2 separate regions of the Podarcis muralis genome follow, and region 1 is linked to region 2. Evidence: chromatin contacts called from public Hi-C data. All regions are on one chromosome and are shown on one strand. The core of a region is the stretch at or near the end of the contact, and the rest is flanking DNA. Distances in the headings are between cores, read along the strand shown. Region 1 holds the start of ABCF2 (ATP binding cassette subfamily F member 2). Region 2 holds the start of TMUB1 (transmembrane and ubiquitin like domain containing 1).

Region 1 (3,043 bases), core at 307-2,806, 180 kb before region 2:
ATTTGGGACTGTTGGCAAAAGCCTTGCTTACCTCTGGCACGACAGTCCTCCTCCTCCCCAAAGCCCCTGGAACCCAGCTGTGGGGAGAAGGCTTGCCCCCTCCAGCCTAAGCGCCTTACCTGAGCACCTTCTTGTAGGGCTTGCTGGGGTCCCTGTAGTAAGGCACGATGCGCGGCTTGAACTCCTCCTGCGACTCCTCGCCCTCCTTCCTGCCCGGCCCCGCTCCTCCTCCGGCCCCCGGCAGCCCCTCTCCGTCGGGCTGGCGCCCATGGCCCAGCGCGGCTCCGCCGGCCGCGTCGGCGCAAGAGTCTCCGGCGTCGCCCTGGATCCAGGAGACGCGCAGCAGGCTCAGGCTGCAGCCCAGCGAGAGCCCCAGCAGCAGCGGCAGCGCCGGGCGCAGCACCGCCAGCACCGTGGCCACGCGCATGGCCGGCGGCGGGCGCCCGGACGGGGCAGCCGGGGCTCCGCGACCATGGAGCGGCGAGCCGAGGGGCAGCGGGGCGCCTTGCCGGACGCGCCGTCCAGGGCCGGGGCCAAGCGCAGACCTGGGAGCGGGGAGGGAGGAAGGAAGGAAAGGGGTCACCATGGAAGACAGCGGCACCCACCCCACGAAGTGCCCCCAGGAGGAGGGCAAGGGGACCACCCCCACCGCGCCGTCTAAGGCCGGGGCTAAGCGCAAACCGGGGAGCGGGGAGGGAGGGAGGGAGGGGGTCACCACGGCGCCCCTGGGCAGCACGGAAGACAGCGGCACCCACCCCACAATGCGCCCCCCAAAAGGGAGCGAGGAGACGGTGCGCCCGCCCGCGCCGTCTGAAGCGAGGGCTTGGGGCAGAGCTGGGAGGGAGGTCAGGGAGGATGGGCGCCTGGACAGCAAGGAAGACAGCAGCACCCGCCCCCACGAAGAGCCCCCGGGAGGAGGGCAAGGGGGACACCCCCACCGCGCCGTCTAAGGCCGGGGCTAAGCGCAGAACTGGGAGGGAGGGAGGAAAGAGATCGGGACGGGTGGGCGCCGGGGCAGCATCACCCCCGCCGGGACGCGCCCTCTGGGAGGGGGCACGAAGGGGCCATCGGGGGTCCCTTAGCAGGAGGGGGCAGGCGCCGAGGAGACGCCCGCGCGCGCCCGGTGGGGCAGAGGCCGGAGCGGGGCTGGCCGGCTGCCCCGACGGGGCGGTCTGCCCCTTCCCCTCGGATGGAGGCGGCTTCCCCCTCGCTCCTGCCCCGGCTCCCGGGGCTCACCTTCCGCCCCCGTCCGCCCCTTGCCCTTCCGCAGCTCGGCCCCGACACGTGTCTGGCGTTCACACGCTCCTCCCGTCCCCGGCCTCCCGCGCTTCCTCCCGCTCCTCTTCTTCCGCCCCAGCGGCGCCTCCCTCCGGGGAAGAGGGCGGACTCCATTTCCCAGGGTGCCCCTTCCCAAGGCGCGGGGCATGCCGGGCCGGGCCGCAGTCCGCCCAGACTCGCCTTCCCGGCGTGCCCCGGGGCCCGGCGGGCGCTGACGTCTCGGGCGGCCATTGGCGGGGCGGGGCGGGGCCTAGGGTGCACGCGGCGGCGGCAGCTGCTCTGTTGCGACAGGAGGGAAAGCGCGGCCGAGAGCGAGCGAGCGAGCGAGAGAGCGAGAGGCCGGCGGAGTCCAGGCAGGAGGGAGCAGCGAGGCCGGGTCTCCTCCTCCCGCGATGCCGTCGGACCTGGCCAAGAAGAAGGCGGCCAAGAAGAAGGAGGCGGCCAAGGCCCGCCAGAGGCCCCGCAGAGGCCCCGAGGAGAACGGCGAGGACGCCGGCGGGGAGCCCGAGGCCGCCCGGGGGGGCCGCCAGGACAACGGGGCCGACGCCGAGCCAGGTGGGCGGGGAGGGGGGCTCAGCGGCGCCTCTCCGGCAAGGCGCCAGTCCTCAGCGAGGAGCCGCGGGGAGGTCGCTGCCCTCTTCCGCCCTTTCCCCCTCGCCAGTCCTTTTTCTGCCCGGAAGAGCCGCTCCTTCCTCTCGCATGTGGGGCAGGGCTCCCCCATCGGGGTGATTCAGCGCCTCCTCTCAAGCAAGGCTCCAGTCCTCAGTGAGGAGCCGCCCTCTTCCGCCGGGCCGAGCCGGGTGAGCATCCCGGAAGGGCCGCTCCTCCCCCTCCCCCCTTCTCTGGCACGTGGGCCGGCGTGTGGGGCACGAAGCTGCCCTTAAGGGGGCTCCCCCACCGGGAGGATTCATCACCTTCTCTCAAGCAAAGCTCCAGTCCTCAGTGAGGAGCCACGGGGGTTGTTGCCCTCTCCGGGTTTTTATCTCTCCCCCCCCCCCTTTGTGCAGATGTCACACACCCTGTAAAGCAACCTGTGGGTCCCCAGATGTTTTTGAACTACAACTCCCATCACCCCAGCTAGCAAGGCCAGAGCTCAGGGATGATGGGAGTTGTAGTCCAACAACATCTGGGGACCCACAGGTGGAGAACCGCTGTGTGTCATTCCAGAAGGCAGCTTTCCTTCTCTCTCTCCTGTGAAAGGTAGGGGTTTGGCACGGGGGGGGGGGGCGCCCAGTTCTCTCTTCCCTCCCCCCCCCCTGAGAGGAGCCCTAGGTTCTCATGGGGCTGTGATTCCCCCTCCAGATGTGGACACCATCTCCAAGGCCATTGAGGACTTTGAGCTGAAGAAGGCGGCCGCCCGCGCCGTGACGGGGGTCCTCGCCTCGCACCCCAACAGCACCGACGTCCACATCATCAACCTCTCCCTCACCTTCCACGGACAGGAGCTGCTGAGCGACACCAGGCTGGAGCTCAACTCGGGGCGGCGCTACGGCCTCATTGGCCTGAATGGCACCGGTGAGGCCAAGGGCGGGGCGGCAGGAAGAGGGCATGGCTAACAACGGGGGTGGGGTAGGCAAATGTTCAGGCCCAAATGGAAGCGAGAGGGTCAGTGGAGATAGCTTCAGCGCTGGGGGTTGGACTAGATGGCCCTTGGGGTTCCCTTCCAGCTCCACAATTCTGTGAGGTGGCCAGAGCACAAATCCCCCCCAGGTCCTGAGGCCCAGGTGGGTGGGTGCCTCTCCTTTCTGGAGCAGGGGCCAGACTC
Region 2 (3,027 bases), core at 71-2,570:
GACCATCTAGCCCTATATTGTCCACACTGACTGGCAGCTGCGGCTCTCCAGGGTTTCAAGGAGGGGTCTCTGCCAGCCCTACCTGGAGGTGCTGCTGGGAACTGAACCCGGGACCTTCTGCCTGCAGAGCAGATGTTCTGTCGCTGAGCTGCAACCCGAATAATACACAGAATCATAGAGGGACCACAAGGGTCATCCAGCAGAGGATGTAGGCTCAGGTGGTCCAGGCAGGGAGCAGGCGCTGCCCTGCCTGGTCCTGCCACCTGTGCCGTTTGGCTGGCTCTTGGGGTTGGGGTGCGGACGGGGAGGCATTTTACTCCTGCGCAAGGCCATTCCTCGAGGCATTAAATTCATCCTCTGATGGAAGATTCAGGGCAGATCAAAGAAGGCCCTTCACACAGCACAGAGTTAACCTGTGGAACTCTCTGCCTCAGGACTGCTACATGGCTTTAAAAGAGGAGGAGAGGGCTTTGGAAGGCCAGTGGCCTGATCCTTCTCTTTTTATGGATCTGTGGACATCAGGGCCGAGAGGAGAAGAATTGAGGGTCGCTTCCCCCCAGTTCCTCTCGAAGCTGCCTGTGGACTGAACTGACATTGGCTACTGCCCCCTTCTGGCTGTCCCCAGACGTGCATGTGGCCATGGGGAGAGTTGGCTCCTGCGCAGCCCAAGCGACCGTCACCCTCAGGATTTGGAGGGGCCTTTCTGCTGGGGAGTCTCCTTTCCCTATCCAATCCTCACAACAAGCCTGTCAGGCTGAGAAGCACGGCCTCTTGTGGCAGTGAGTTCCACTGTCGAACTCTGTGCTGCACAGAGGAGGACTTCCTTTGGCCTCTTCTCAACCTTCTGCTTTGTGGGATGCTGCCCACGAAGGAGGAATGATTCAGCGCAGAAGCCATTTGAGAGCCTGCTGGATCAGGCCAATGCGCCTCTAGTCCAGCATCTTGTTCTCACAGAGGCCAGCCAGAGGCCCCAGTGGGAAAACCTCAAGCAGGACTCGAACACAGAGCCGCTCTCCCCTCCTGCGTTTTCCAGCAACTGGTCTTGGGAAGCATTTCTGCCTCTGACTGTGGAGCCAGAGCCTTTCCTATCATCCTCCTCCTCCTCCCTCAATTTCCTGGAGCCTCTTTTGAAGCCGTCCAGTTGGTGGCCTCCTGTGGCAGGCAGTTCCGCAGTCCCACTCTGCACCGCAGGAAGCAGCCTTCCCTTTCTTCCTCCCGACTCCGCCCGGGAAGGGAAAACTACAGCGCCCACAATCCCCTGCGACGAGGAGGACCCACAAGGCACCGCGCGCCCCAACTACGGCCCCCGCCTGGCAGGCCGGTCTCGCCCCGGAAGCCGGAAGTCGGGCGGGCGGGGACTACGAGGCCCACAATGCCGCGCGCGGGCGGCCGGAAGGGAGGGCGGGAGCGCCTGAGTGGCAGCCCGAGGAGGATGGAGGAGGAAGCGGCGGCGGCTGGCGGGGTCGCGGGTGAGTCGGGGTCGCGGAGGGGGGGGGGCGGTTGCTAGGAGACGCCTCCGCCAGGGGGGCGGGGGCCGAGTCCCGGGGGGGGGGCGCCCCTCCCTCCTCCCAGGCGCCCACCTGGCAGGGCTGTTGTGAAGGCGGCGCCTGCGCGGGAAGGGAAGAGTCCCCCCCTCTTTGGGGGCACCCCGAATGGGGCCTCTCAGCCTGGAGCCCCGAAGGGAGCGCTGCTTCCGGGGGGGGGGGATGGGCTCCCAGGCACCTTTATTATTATTATTATTATTATTATTATTATTATTATTATTATTGCTCTTATTTTATTTGCACCCCGCCCCCCTGGGCAGCTGGCAGCATGCTGTATATGAAAACATAATAGAACATTAACCACTGCCCAGACTCCCCTCTCCTGGGCTGCCTTCCGGTGTCTCCTAAAGGCGACCTTGCTCCTCCTTTCCATGCTCTCTCCTGCACACAGAAACTCAGCTAGACAATCTCAGTGCCAAATGGCACCTCAGACCTGGGGTACTGTGGCCACAATGGAACGTAGGCATCGGTTTTGAGGTTTCGTTGTTGTTATTGGTTCTACAGTGGTACCTCAAGTTACAGACGCTTCAGGTTACAGACTCCGCTAACCCAGAAATATTACCTCGGGTTAAGAACTTTGCTTCAGGATGAGAACAGAAATCGTGCTCCGGCAGCGCGGCAGTAGCGGGATGTCCCATTAGCTAAAGTGGTGCTTCAGGTTAAGAACACTTTCAGGTTAAGAACGGACCTCTGGAATGAATTAAGTACCGTATTTTTCGCCCCATAGGGCGCACCTAGTTTTTTTGGGGGGAAATAAAGAAAAAAAAATTATTTCCCCCCCAGGCGCGGGGCTGGGGCGGGGGAAGCCCAAGCTTCCCCTGACCCCAGCCCCCAGAACAGGCTGCTATCCGCAAGCCGTGGGAGAGCTGCGCGACTTCGCACAGCTCTCCCACGGCTTGCGCAGAGCTTCCTGAAGCCTGGAGAGCAAGAGGGGTCGGTGCGCACCGACCCCCCTCGCTCTCCAGGCTTCAGCGAAAGCCTGTAATCGCCCCATAGGACACACACACATTTCCCCTTCATTTTTGGAGGGGAAAAAGTGCGTCCTATAGGGCAAAAAATACGGTACTTAACCCGAGGTACCACTGTATACAGCTTTATCTTTTAAAGAAAAAATCTCAAAAGCGGCACATTGAAATACCAACTCAAAACAGCACCGAGCAAAACAAAGTCAAGCTTCCAGGAGAATATTTCAGCTCCTTCTTGAAGGGGCCTTTGGCTTCCCCCAGTCGCCAGCCTGGCACCCAGAAATCTCCACTTGGACATGCGCCAGTCGCAAAACACACCTGGCTAATTTCTAATGCTGCCTGCTCAGCAAATGCCCTCCAGAACCAGATGCTGGAAACTGCAGGAGGAGACATTATGGCCAGATCCTGCTTGTGGGCATCTGGTTGGCTCCTGGGGGTATTGGTGGGGGTGACAAGGACACTTAGCTTCCCATGAGCTGCCAGGCTGATTCAGGGTGAGACACCCCCACCCTCCCAAC

Evidence for each region. A called contact is a pair of places that touch in the nucleus more often than the background predicts.
Region 1: a Hi-C map of tail shows a contact between it and region 2, with 5 times the contacts expected there. The contact joins the promoter of ABCF2 here to the promoter of TMUB1 in region 2. A contact is called at or near these places in 2 of 3 Hi-C or Micro-C datasets (blood and tail).

Annotation. Positions count from the first base shown.
Region 1 is chr12:1,386,303-1,389,345 of rPodMur119.hap1.1, reverse strand. It overlaps ABCF2 (ATP binding cassette subfamily F member 2), which reads left to right and starts at 1,556. Exons shown (of 14, transcript XM_028750337.2): 1 at 1,556-1,833; 2 at 2,581-2,793. The coding sequence starts at 1,671. It overlaps CHPF2 (chondroitin polymerizing factor 2), which reads right to left and starts at 1,391. Exons shown (of 5, transcript XM_028750318.2): 1 at 1,237-1,391; 2 at 120-545. The coding sequence starts at 427.
Region 2 is chr12:1,208,060-1,211,086 of rPodMur119.hap1.1, reverse strand. TMUB1 (transmembrane and ubiquitin like domain containing 1) reads left to right here and starts at 1,320. Exons shown (of 3, transcript XM_028750414.2): 1 at 1,320-1,469.